3 separate regions of the Ovis aries genome follow, and regions 1 and 2 are each linked to region 3. The links are chromatin contacts, called in public Hi-C maps. All regions are on one chromosome and are shown on one strand. Each heading gives the region's core, a stretch centred on a gene start, on an enhancer-like site or on the middle of the called end of the contact. The rest is flanking DNA. Distances are from core to core; before and after follow the strand shown.

What was found. Hi-C and Micro-C count contacts between places; a contact is called where the count stands out from the background.
Region 1: a Hi-C map of tail adipose tissue shows a contact between it and region 3, with 3 times the contacts expected there. The contact joins two enhancer-like sites. A contact is called at or near these places in 4 of 16 Hi-C or Micro-C datasets (blood, hypothalamus, omental adipose tissue and 1 more).
Region 2: a contact with region 3 is called in a Hi-C map of mixed tissues, with 2.8 times the contacts expected there. The contact joins two enhancer-like sites. A contact is called at or near these places in 9 of 16 Hi-C or Micro-C datasets (blood, hypothalamus, liver and 3 more).

Annotation. Positions count from the first base shown.
Region 1 is chr18:30,097,662-30,101,977 of ARS-UI_Ramb_v3.0, reverse strand. The region is part of intron 5 of PEAK1 (pseudopodium enriched atypical kinase 1); the gene reads left to right. Among named protein-coding and RNA genes, the nearest start is that of TSPAN3, 120 kb to the right of the region's middle. Within about 2 kb of position 2,872, at least 9 of the 54 cell types and tissues checked have an H3K27ac peak or open chromatin away from gene starts, as enhancers often do. A contact at or near this core is called in tail adipose tissue, where this site is marked.
Region 2 is chr18:30,015,096-30,019,244 of ARS-UI_Ramb_v3.0, reverse strand. It overlaps PEAK1 (pseudopodium enriched atypical kinase 1), which reads left to right. Exons shown (of 9, transcript XM_060401726.1): 9 at 1-1,647. Among named protein-coding and RNA genes, the nearest start is that of TSPAN3, 35 kb to the right of the region's middle. Within about 2 kb of position 2,179, at least 10 of the 54 cell types and tissues checked have an H3K27ac peak or open chromatin away from gene starts, as enhancers often do. A contact at or near this core is called in hypothalamus, where this site is marked.
Region 3 is chr18:30,433,234-30,437,237 of ARS-UI_Ramb_v3.0, reverse strand. The region is part of intron 8 of HMG20A (high mobility group 20A); the gene reads right to left. Among named protein-coding and RNA genes, the nearest start is that of HMG20A, 88 kb to the right of the region's middle. Within about 2 kb of position 2,572, at least 41 of the 54 cell types and tissues checked have an H3K27ac peak or open chromatin away from gene starts, as enhancers often do. A contact at or near this core is called in hypothalamus and tail adipose tissue, where this site is marked.

The DNA.
Region 1 (4,316 bases), core at 1,623-4,122, 340 kb after region 3:
CCTTCAGAATGGACTGGTTGGATCTCCTTACAGTCCAAGGGACTCTCAGGAGTCTTCTCCAACACCACAGTTCAAAAGCATCAATTCTTCGGTGCTCAGCTTTCTTCACAGTCCAACTCTCGCATCCATACATGACCACTGGAAAAACCATAGCCTTGACGAGACAGACCTTTGTTGGCAATGTCTCTGGTTTTCAATATGCTATTTAGGTTGGTCATAACTTTTCTTCCAAGGAGCAAGCGTCTTTTAATTTCATGGCTGCAGTCACCATCTGCAGTGATTTTGGAGCCCCCCAAAATAAAGTCTGACACTGTTTCCACTGTTTCCCCATCTATTTCCCATGAAGTGATGGGACCAGATGCCATGATCTTTGTTTTCTGAATGTTGAGCTCATACACCCTTGAAAATACATCCTGGATCCCAGGTTGATACTCTTAATGTATTTTAAGCCATTATTTATTTATGTGGTTGTTCAGTCGCTAAGTTGTGTCTGACTCTGTGACCCCATGGACTGCAGCATGCCAGGCCTCCCTGTCCCTCACCATCTCCTGGAGTTTGCCCAAGTTCATATCCATTTAACCAGTGATGCCATCCAACCATCTCATCCTCTGCCACCCTCTTCTCCTTCTGCCTTCAATCTTTCCCAGCATCAGAGTCTTTTCCAGTGAGTCGGCTGTTTGCATCAGGTGGAGCTTCAGCTTCAGCATCAGTCCTTCCAATGAGTATTCAGGGTTGATTTTCCTTAGGATTGACTGATTTCATATATACTTATTAGAATAATCCTCCAAATACTTCTAACAGGAAAGACTGTTAAGCTAATTTATTGTGATAACTCTTTGAAAGCAATAAATTTATATTTCTTTAAAGTATTGTATAACTCAGACTTTCATTAATTTAGAAGTACTTTTTCTCTTTAGAATTTCAAGTTATAAATGTCTTATGGAATGTACTGTTACTCTGTTCTGTAACTGGGAAGGTAAATTTTAGTTTGACTGGAAAAATAATGCCTCCTACCAAATTTTCAAGTCATGCAAGACAACAAAGAATAAAGCCTCCAGAAATGGTGAAGCATGATAACAAAGGACATTTTCGCTTCCCCTGATTATGTTGTTGTAAGCATTCAAGTGGGATTTCTCTCAAAATAATCGACTCTTTCTTGGGTCTCTTTCCTTCCCAATCTCTTTCTCCCCTCCTTTTCTTCTTTCTCTTACCTTTGACTCTTTCACTTCCTCATTCTCCCTCTTTGTTATTCCCTTCTTTCAAACCAGAGATCACCTATCTTCACATCTCAATTAGTCTGCAGTCTTGCTTTCTTCATTTGACAGTTGACAGCAGTGGAGAAGAATATAGTAAGGCGCTTCTAACAGCATCTCACCAATTGCTCTCAATCAGCCACTTCATCGACCCTTCCAAATAAGGATGGTTCCTGACTCAGGCTGGGCTAGATGAAAGAGCATACTTAATTTGCCTCAGAATATTCACTCCAATGCTCTGAAGTACAAAAAAAAAAAAAAAAAGGCACCACTTTTGGGGCAGCCCAGGTAGCTATTTGGCTCTTAGTTTTACTCTTAACTTGCTCTGCAGTGAGTACGTGCACCCTGCAATCTCAGGAGTGAGCTGGGGATGGTGGGGGTGTGCCTGCTTCTAACACTGCTTTGCTCAAGATGGAATTGCACCATGGTAAGCAGTGCTGCTGTTGCTGAGTGAACTGTTTTTCAGGCACCACCATGCTTACATTTAAAGCAGCCTCCAGATACCATAGGTAGCTGAGCTCTACCATTTACATGTACGTGCACTCATCCATTCTGGCTCTGCCATGTTAGCCATGTGACCTTGGACAAGTCTCAGTTTCTTTATCAGTGAGGTGGTGCTATACACATCATAGAGTTTTATGAGAATTAAGAGTTTTCATGGGTAAAGAGCTTTAAATGGTGCCCAGCATTAGCTGGCTAAAATTGCTTTTATTTAGGAAGCACTTATTTAGTATCTGCTATATTCCAAGCAATCCAAGAGATCAAGAGATGAAAAAGACATAGCCCTGCCTTCTGGGGACCTGTATAATATAACATGGTCTTGCAATAAAGGTATTTAGTGAGTTAGGTAAAGCTTCATCACAGGTAAATTTTGAAGTGGGTCTTGAAGGGTAAACAGGCTGTTGCCAAATGGAATGACATTAGAGAATACACATTCCAAGCAGAGAGAATCATTTGTGAGTAGAGTAAAACTGAAAAATACTATGGAGTCCTTGACTGTTATTAGATAACATTTTCACCTGCTCTCTGATGCCTACCTTCTTACATAGGGGTCTGAAGTGGGTTCAGTGAACATTTTGGAAATTATAATCTTATAACTAGCTGTTACCTAATTTATAATAATTATTATTATTATTATTTAACTGGTTCATCAAAGAATTTGAACTGAAGAATGTGTCAGGGCCTTAGCAGTGCCTCTTTACAGCATCTGCTGTTGCACAATTCTTATCCTGAGATGACCACCATGTGACAGGAACAGTAAATTGTTAGAAAAAAACTGGTGGTTAGAACAACTGGAAGTGGGTGGTCTTCCTCCTTTCAGCACAGCTTTTTAGTTAAGTTTTCTAAATTAAGTAGGTCTTACCTTGGCTTCTTCTTTAGACAGAAGAACCTTAAGTCTTAAGATCTTGCCTATTCTTATCATTAGCAAAGAAGTGTGATTTTTTTTGCTCCTTTGTTCAAATCTCAAATTAAGAAGGTTCCTTTTATTCATGGAATTTCCATTTATGTGCCAAATTCAAGCTGTGTTTTATCTCCTACAAAGCCTTTTCCTGCAGCTTTGCTTTCACTTCCTCTCCCCACCCTTGTAGTCATACACTGAAGGGTTTGGCAGCTGGTTGAGGTATCGGTCAGCATTTTTCACTGTGGAAGGAGGAAAGGTTGGAAACAGTGACGTGGGGATACTTATCACATTTTCCTTTCCTTTTTTATTTAAGTGACCCACTCCTTCCATTACAAAAGCCTAATGAGAACCTTGGCTTGTAAATTTTACTTTAGTAGCCTGGAGCTGGACTACAGTAATGTGTTGGATGACATATAAGCAATAGTTTCTCAGTGAAGAGTATCCTTAAAAGCCCATGTAAAACAGTGAGAATTCTTGATTCTGCTCCTTTGACAGTATGACAGGTTTTATGAAGAGCAATAATGGGCTCTGGGAGTCACAGGATTGGGGAAGGAGCTGAGCAGTCCATTCTCCATCCTCATTTATTAACAGATTCTCCTTGGATGCCTTTAGGAAATACTCTGCTTATGGTATTTAATATACCACCAGGACGCCCTCACCTTCTTCACTGACTTGGAAATTCCATCTAGCTTGAGGAGCTCTGACTCTTTCTGTGGGCCTGTCTATTCCAACTTTGAGATCCTGTGTGGATTTGGCTGTCTTGTATCAAATCTTGAAACAGTTGGACTATAAGCAAACTAATTATGTCATTGACTGTATAGCAGTAGAGAGAGTAAAAAACAGTAATAATTCTTTAAAAGCTGTCATGACTACAAGTAAAATAAGCTACCCATGAACAGCTTCATCTATAGCCTGGAGGGTTTTGGCATTGAAAACTGTCAAATGTTAAATCAGATTTTAGATCATGGAATCCTGGCTAGCTCCTAGGGGCAACTTCAACCATTACACTTTCTCATTGAGCATTTCATCTGCAGGATTTGCTTTGAAATTATAAGGGATGTGGAGGCCAATGAGTTTTTCCTTATCCAATGTTCCATTTGATACTCCATAGCTGACCTGTTTTGGCAAGTAAATAGAAGACACCAGGGTAGACTGTCATATATCCTTGCTTAAGTGCCTCAGGAGACACATTTTTTATTTCTCAAGCATGACTTTGGTGGCTAGAGTTTCCCATTTTGGAGGTGTCAGTGTTGAGCAGACAAAGCTGCTAGTTATTGATTGCCATTGAAGTCATTTCACAAAGGCAGTAAAGCCCAAGGACTGCTCTTTGGATAGAGCTACAGCTAGTGTAGCTTCTCTTTCTAAGAGCCTGTTATAAGTTAAAATAGTTTTGACAGTGTCTTTAAGCGCACATCTTTGTCTCCAAACATAATTAGTGTTGAAAAATGAAACCCTCATAGTTAAGGCTTTGTGACTTAGACAGCAGCTCCATCTGGTGCTAGCTAAAGGTGTTTGCTTGGTTCATCTCTTGGTTTTATAAGATTGAATACAGATGTACACAGAACTTAGAATGCCAAATCCAAGGCTTCAGTTTTATTGATGGGTTTCTACTGCACACAGCACTGACATAAGCTGATTGTGTTCCTGGTGAATCTCATTTG
Region 2 (4,149 bases), core at 930-3,429, 420 kb after region 3:
CCCCTTACTAGTTGACAAGGAGTAAAAATTCTGGTTCAGCCTAATGACTGAACAGGATGGCTGCCGGTGAAAGCAGGTGGTTAGTTTTACCTCATTGAAGCCCATATTCTCAAAGGCCCAAAGTGCTGCGCTAAGACAAATCCAAGTGCCGCTCTTGCTCAATTGTGCGCCGCAGCCTGTGCTGACGGCAGCACCAAACGTGGGGGTTCCACGGACCAAAACCGATGCCATTAGGGAAGCCACGAGTGGTGCCACGCAAGATTCTAGACAGAGATTATACCAAAGAAACCAAGCCTCTTTGTCCTGATGTTTTTTAGATGATGAGGCTGAGTTATGACGGACGCCATGGGAAGAGAATTCACATGCATTCCCACATCCAGGTATTCCACTGATCAAGTAAACCATCCTCAAAAAAAGCACCTATTTTTTTTAAAAACAAGTCCATTTTGTGTATTGGGGGTGGGGGGAGATGATGCTAATGAAAACCTTGGGAAGATTATAAATTCCCCAGCGTTTCAGGAGAAGGAACTATCCCCTCTCCCATTGACATGATTGTGACAATCACCCAAACTTCAGCTTGGGAACATCATATCCCTGTAATACTGAAAGCTGAGGGGTTTTGTTTTTTTTTTTTTTTGGTTGTTTTTTTTTTTAAAGAGATGTGGTAGTTTCAATAGGTTTGTTTAAAAAAAAACTCTTGGGAAATTTCTTTTAAAAAGTCTAGTATTTTTTATAAACCGAGGTGTTCACCACTCATCACCACCATTTTAATATTTATAAGTGCCCAGAAAGTACAAGGTGCTATACAGCTGTTACACACCCTCTCTCCGCAGCTGTCTGAAATTAGAGTAGGTTTTTGCGTCAGCCAATGCAGAAGCTTTTCCCCTTTTCCCCGGGCGGGCTGCAGGGACTTGCATCCGGGACATCCCGTCAGGTGTTTCCCACGCCGCAGCATTTATTCCAGCTTCTCACTTTTCCCCATCTGTTTGCCTCCACTTTTATTTTTTAAATCAAGAAAGTTTCAGGGAATCAAAAGAGGTCGGACATTTTTTAACCTAGCAGAAGTACAGAGTCATATATTTTGCTACAAATATTATATTATGGAAAATCCACTTTGCCCGTGTAGTGTGTGGAAAGTGTGTGTGTCCGCGCTCCCGATAACTTGAATGTTGAACCAGCCCTATGGCTTCAGGGTAGCATTTTTGAAAGATAAACCACACTGCTTCAGGAAATTTGCTCCAAATAACTACTTGGTTATCCCTTCCCTTAGCAGTTTTAAAAGGTGTTACATGCGAACACACCGGGATGGGATTTTTCTGTTGATAACGCCGGGCATTTTGGTATGAGATGAGGGCAGAAGCAAGATGTTGTCCTTTCAGTGGTTTGAATCATGGCAGTCCTCATTCCGCTCTCTTTCATTCCCCACTGGCTCTGCCCATGCTCGCTTTTTGAAAATCTTGTTTCTTTTGTTCTTTCCTGGAGCGTCACCTCTCTACTTAACATATTTTAGAGTTGTAGAAACCTACCAACAAAAGGTCCCCTCTGTCACCAGGTGGCGCCGCCCTTTGGTTTGCTGTGGTACTTTGCTGTGTTCTCTGTGGCATCATGTTACTGTGTAAATAAATTCATTTTCATATCCAGTAAAAACAGACAAGCTCTTGTCTTTTCAGCTTCTCTCCACACTGACGTGCCGCGGACATGGTTACATCTTAACTCGCAGGAGGTGTGCCTTCTCAGATGCTCCTCCCTGCTGACCTGGACTTGTTTTCAATTCATTCCCTCCCTGAACTGAGAAAACCAGCCATAGAAGGGCAAGTGAAGGCCTTCAGCTTTCCCCCAGAGCTCAGAGGGCTGCAGGTTTGCTGTGTGAGATCGCCCCCTAGTGACCAGTCACCATATAGAGGTCCTGTTAGTCGCCCAGTGGTGTCCGACTCTTCGGGACCTCGTGGGCTGCAGCAGCCCAGGCCTCTCTCTGTCCCTCACCATCTCCCGAAGTTTGCCCAAGTTCATGTCTATTGCATCGGTAATGCCATCCAGCTATCTCATCCTCTGACGCCCTGGGTTTGTTTAAAAGGTCCTGGGTTTATTTAAACGGTTTGGTTAGCTGGCTGAGGCTGAGCCTCTCAGTGGTCATCTCAGAGCTCTGCAGACAATATGAGCAGAGCAGGACCGTGTACAGCGTAACCTGCTGCAGAATTCACATCCTTTGCCTGTTCCTAAAGGTACACGGTCACACACTGGGTCCTCACAAAGGCAGACAAGCTAATGAGCAGATGCTTCCGTAGCAGACAGAGGAGGCCTCCTGGCTCAGGCAGGACGAGTCCACAGTGGGCAGAGGCAGTGACAGCTGCCACGTCATTGGAGTAGAATGGATGAAAGTGCAAACATGTAGACTCTGAATTTAGACCAGATTTTAGATTTCTTAACCCTTTACCGTGGACACTGTTTCCAGCCCAGTGTTTCTGCTTCTCTCCACCAGCAAGCATTCTAGAACTTTCAGACATAATATTTAAGGGATATTCCAGAAATGTGATTTCCAGACTCAAGTTATATATTGCTGAGGAGGAAAAACTGTACTGATGTGGGCCTCAGAGCTCCCTATGTTGCCTGGGCCTGGGAGGAAGGGTCAAGAGGATAAAGCTGAAAGACAACTCCCTGGGACATAGGCTCAGCTTCTGGACAGGAGCTCAGGGAACTTACCTTCCTTGTTGTGAACCGACTTCTGGAGGGAGAGAACCAAAGAAAGAGACAGTTGGAGCTGAGAGGTCTCAACATTATAGAGAGGGAACACAGTACGCTTGGGTGGCTGTCCAGTGCTCTGCTGGAGAGTGGCCAACTGGGGCCCCTGAAAGATACGGGCTTGGATGGTGAGGGTTCAGGGTTGCCCAAGTCAGGCTCCAAAGCGGGTGGAGCAAGGCCACAGATGGGATCCCTCTGACTTTTGGTATGACTGGAGAGAGATCCTGTTACCCCTTCAGCACCTTGCCCAGCATGGGATCCATTCCTAAGAATTCTGTCAGTGGGCCCTTAGGAAGACCACTCTTCCCTTTGAGTCTGGATTGTCCAGAGGTGATGGACCACTGACATTTGAGTGGGGCCTTTGGCTTCTCTGGTGGCTCAGATGGTAAAAAATCTGCCTGCAATGCAGGAGACCCAGGTTCAATCACCTAGGTAGGGAAGATCCCCTGGAGGAGGGCATGGCAACCCACTCCACTGTTCTTGCATGGAGAATCCCATGGACAGAGGAGCCTGGTGGGCTACAGTCCATGGGGTCACAAAGAATCAGATACAAATGAGTGACTAACACTTTAACTTTTCTTTGGCTTCCACGTGCCTGGGAGCTGACTTCTTTCAACCCAGGTCACAAAGAATCTTGAGTTCTTTCCTACCTGGGATTTACTGGTACGAGAAGCTCTCTGGGTGCCTGGCACAGGGTGTGCACTCTGTGAGCTCTCTGCTCTTCTCCAAGACTCAGCTAATTATGCATCCTTGTAAGAGAGCCCATGCTCTACAAGGGAAGGGACTTCATTAGTGCCTCAGGAGCCAAGGGCTGCAGTTGGCAGCTCACAGCTGAAACTTAAAAACTGGATTGCATACAGGGCGGAGGGGGAGGGATCTTGGTTGCCAAGATCCAGTTCTCTCAAATGTGCAAACCTCTGAGTGGAAACAGGCTGCCTGGACACAACTCCTGACCTCCTGGAGATGTTAGGTAACTCTCTCTCCACGCACACATATCCCAGCTAACTGCTCGCTTACCCTCTGAAGGTACGAGGAAGCAACCGAAAGGCTGAGCATTACTGGTCACCAGTCCCAGCTGGAGAATCTAAGCAGGGCTCCTGGGTGCTGGAGAATGTGCTTGGTGAGGGGAACCTAGGGTCCCAGGAATAGAGGGGCGCCGAATCTCTGTCAGGGGGCCGCAGAGCTCTTGCTCCCTGGAGCAATCACCTCACACTTGGGCTGGAGTCCTGGAACCAGGGGTCGGAAGTTGGGCAGAGTGAAAACCTGCAAGCCTGTGGCTCGCCATCTGTTCCTCCTCTCCCCACAAGTGCCTCTTCTCCCTGCAGCGCACTCCACCGCACACCCAGGGGCACACCCGAAACCACCCCAGTCCCGCTGCCCCGGCCTTCCCTGCCCAAGCCACTCACCCCC
Region 3 (4,004 bases), core at 1,323-3,822:
GGACAGTGAGGGGGCAAGGTAAAGAATGAGGAAGAGGGATGGAGAATGACAGGCTTTTCTAGCTTGAGTGGGCAGTGGAGTTCTTAACTGTGTTGGCAGATGCAGGAGAAAATGTGGGTTTGGGGAGACTATTTAATTTTGGGCAAATTGAGTTTGAAGATTCTACAGAATGCCAGATGGAGAAGGCCCGAGGGAGCTGGAAATAGAGATCAGGAACTCCAGCAAGCAGGGGCCTGGAGATTCAGATCTGAGCTATTGACAGGCAGGGGGGAAAGCCTGGCTCCTGGAGAGAGAGGACCAAGGTCCAGATGGCATCTAAGCAGTGGTGATTCTGGAAGGTCCCTAAGAATCCAGTTTTTAGATCAGGAATAATTTAAGACGTAGCTCATACAGGATGTTGGTTTGTTAGAAAGTGCAGGTGCTTCAGTTATTTTGATCTAGACCCAGAGACTCAGAGCTAGAAGGGACCACCTCATCTTTTGTTTATTCATACCTTTCAGGGCCAGGCAATGTGAATGAGCAAAAGGAGACGGAAGAAAGCTGCTGCCTGCGAGTAGAGTGCCCACTTGGAGGGCAGAAGGAAGAATGGAGTCAGAAAGTCAGAGCAGCACAGTGAAGACCCAGGTCTGCCCGAAGGCTTCACTGTGAACCACCCTGGGTTTTAGTGGAGAGATGGTCTGGAGATGTTGCAAGGTGATATAGAAGTGGCCTGGTTGGGAATAACAGAATGGGGGTCTTTGTGGTACTCCTCCCCCCAAATGTTTCTCCACTTTGGAACTGTGGTATGTTGACAGCTGATTAAAGTCCCCATTTTACAGATGAGAAAACTGAGTCTCCAAGTGATTCAAGAGACCAATGCTAAAGGGGGCTGCAGTGGATGTGAACCCAGGTTTCTTGGCTCCATCCAGGTCATGTATGGCCACCTGAGCTGAGGAAAGGTGGGAAACAGGACCAGGGGTGCCTGGGGACTGAGACCCACAGGGTGGGGATGGGGAGAGAGGCATACCACTTCAAGTTCAAGCTGCTAGTTTTGCAGAGTGTAAAATTACTGCCCAAGTCCCAGAGAATAAACAGAGTTAACACCCCATTAAATACAATGGACTTTCAACGTGAGCTTCAGACGTGCCCAGATTGAAACTAGCTGAGCAGGAGCTGGCCCGTGAGTAAAATGTATCACAGGCATTGCCTTAACGTTTCCAAAAAAGAAAAACCCAGTGTGGGGAGAAGAAAGCGCCAGCAGCAGCTCTGCAGGCTCGGGGCTGAGAATCCGGTAATGAAGTCTTTCTGGAAGGTAAGAAAGGGCTGTGTGCTGCATGCTATTTTTAAACCTGCTGGAGCAGCACGTGTATCCTGCCCCGCGCACTTTCTCCAGCAGAGGAGGGGCCCCAGGGAATGCAGCCAGGAATTTAGATGCTATTTATTGTATTTCCTTTTATCAGTCAAATGATTTTCCTATTTCCCACATAGATAAAGATCTTCCGCTTACCGCTCCAGCTTGTTGACCTTGTCAGGACTGCTGTGCAGTCTGGAAATTGGTCCCAGAGAGAGAAGGGCATTGTTGTGAGGGGTTTGTTTGGTGGTTGGGTTTTTCTTCTCCCAACAGGGAGGAGATCCGTTTACCAAAAAAAGAAAAATTAAAAACCTGCCAAAAAACAATAAGTGATTGTTTTGTGCCTTTTTGCAAAACTTCAAAGTTGCCCAAATGGCAGTGCCATTCGCCAGCCTCCCTCTGACCCCCACCTGAATATCTCCACCCTATCTTTCACCATCTCACACACACACACACACACACACACACACACACACTGCAGCAGTATCTCCACCCTATCTTTCACCATCACATAGACACACACACACACACACACACACACACACACACACACACAACACACACACACACACACACACACACACACACACACACACTGCAGCATCAAGCCTGACCCTGGGCCGCTGCTGAGCCGCTGTCTTGGCAAGGGGTGGAGCAGAGGGGGTGGCAGTTCGCTCTTAGCTTGTAAGCTGAGCCAGTCTCTCTGAGGTGCCAGCCCCTAGGAGATGCCAGCATGCCTGAGTGGGAGCAGTAACAACTTCCCCTCGGCTGGCAGCCTTGGAGCCAGCAAGGCCTCCAGAAGCCGCATTCCCAGGCGAGGGAGTGGCCGCAGGGCTGCTCTGCAGCGGGGAGGTGTCCTCCTGGGCCGGCCGCCCTCTTGATTTGGCCTGGCCCGGGCCTGCCGGCCAGGTTCAGGGACAGGAGCTGGCCCTGCTGTTCCTCACCTTCTCAGGGATGCGACCTGCGGATGCTGCTGGAGCCTGGAGTTTTATTATTATAAATTCTCCGCATTTTTGGCTCTTTCTCAACCCCCAAACGTAAAGAGGGCCAGCTCGACGGAGGGAGTGCAGCCCCTCGCAGACCCAGCGTTTGGACGGCGAGAAGCTGTCTGGCCTCCTCAACCGCCGGGGTCCGCGGTGGATTCTGACCGCCGCCCGCTTTCCGGAGGCCCCGGAGTCTTCCCCACCGTCGTGGTGCTTCCGGGCCGGGACAGCAGAGGGCGCTGGCTCTCCTGACAGCACATGTGTCACTGCGGCTCCCGCATCTGGAGCCCGGCTCCACCACTCTTACGAAATACTGCTGGCCCGGGATCTGTCTGTGAGACGCGCTGGCACCGAGTGAGCATGCACACACATCCAGAATTCCACTTTCTCATTAGCGCTATTTCTCCCTCAAGAGCACTTGTGGAATGCGGGGAATTTGTCTTGCCAAGGCGGCCAGCGCCTCTGAATCTGGGGCTTGGTCAGGCCTGGGTGGAATGTTCCGAGGGACCACCTCTGGTCTAAAGCCTTTGCCCTGCCCTCCCACGTGGGGTGAAAAAGAAAACAGAGGAGCGGGGACCACCCAGATCTTTCCCCTGAGGGGAAGAAAGCAAAAAATGTTTGGCCTTGACCTTCCACGCCTCCCTCCCAAAGAGAGCAAGTGCCCACATTTCCAGGTTCTTATGAAACAAGATGTAATTCTAAGAAAGCATCTTCCTAAGTTACAAGCGATTAGAAATGCCAACATGGTATGCAACATGGAGTCTGGAAAGGAGACACTGGACAGAGGAGGGAAGGGCTGGAGCTAGGAAAGGGACCTGGTTTCTATTCCAAGACGGCTCCCTAGACTTCCGAAAGCTGCATGCATTTAAATGTCCACATTTCCCCTGCAGAAGCCAGTAATCTGTACTTCTCTTGGACAAACAGCACATCAGTCTAATACGGTGTGGGAGAAATATGTTACATCCTTCTTATGAACAGAATGTTACCACCACCAAGAATCAATATTTATATCCAGGAACACAATGACCTGGCTTGTTTTGTGCTGCCCTAGTTTTAAGAAAGGGTCCTTTGGAAGCAGCTGAGAGGATCCTCCCACCCCCAACCTCTCGCCCAGAAAGGCCGACCCACCAGGGCGAAGCAGCTCAGGCATCTAAAGGTTTTCAGCCTCTGTTCCTTCCCTTCCTGCCCCTGCCGCCCTCTGTCTCTTGGGAATTGCAAGAGGAAGCCTGAATGCAGCAAGTGGGGCAGGAATCTGCAGTGAGCTCCAGGACATGAGGCAGCATCCTGTCTGCTGTGGGGACAGTCAGTGAGGGCCTCACTGAGGGGGAAGAGGGTCAGGGTCACGTCTTGGCACTTCCTACTGCATAGCAATGTAGGAGAGGATCCAGCTTAACATAAATTCTTAGACAGGAGATTTCTAGGGGTTCGGGGTGAGATGACACTTTCTTTCATGCTGGTAATATTTTTTTTTTTGGTCAGGCAGTAACCCTCATCTGAGACAGCTATTTTGATGGAGATGGAAGCCAAGTCTCCCCTCCTCAAAATGCTGTCTATTCTTCCAGAGGCTTTTGGAAACTGCATCGAGACCCTTAGGCTGGTCTGTTCCTTGGTGCTGGTTTTATTTTACTGCCTTTAGAAGCTTCTGGGCCTGAAGCCTGGAGTCAGCGACTTGCTCCTTGCAGGTAAAATCC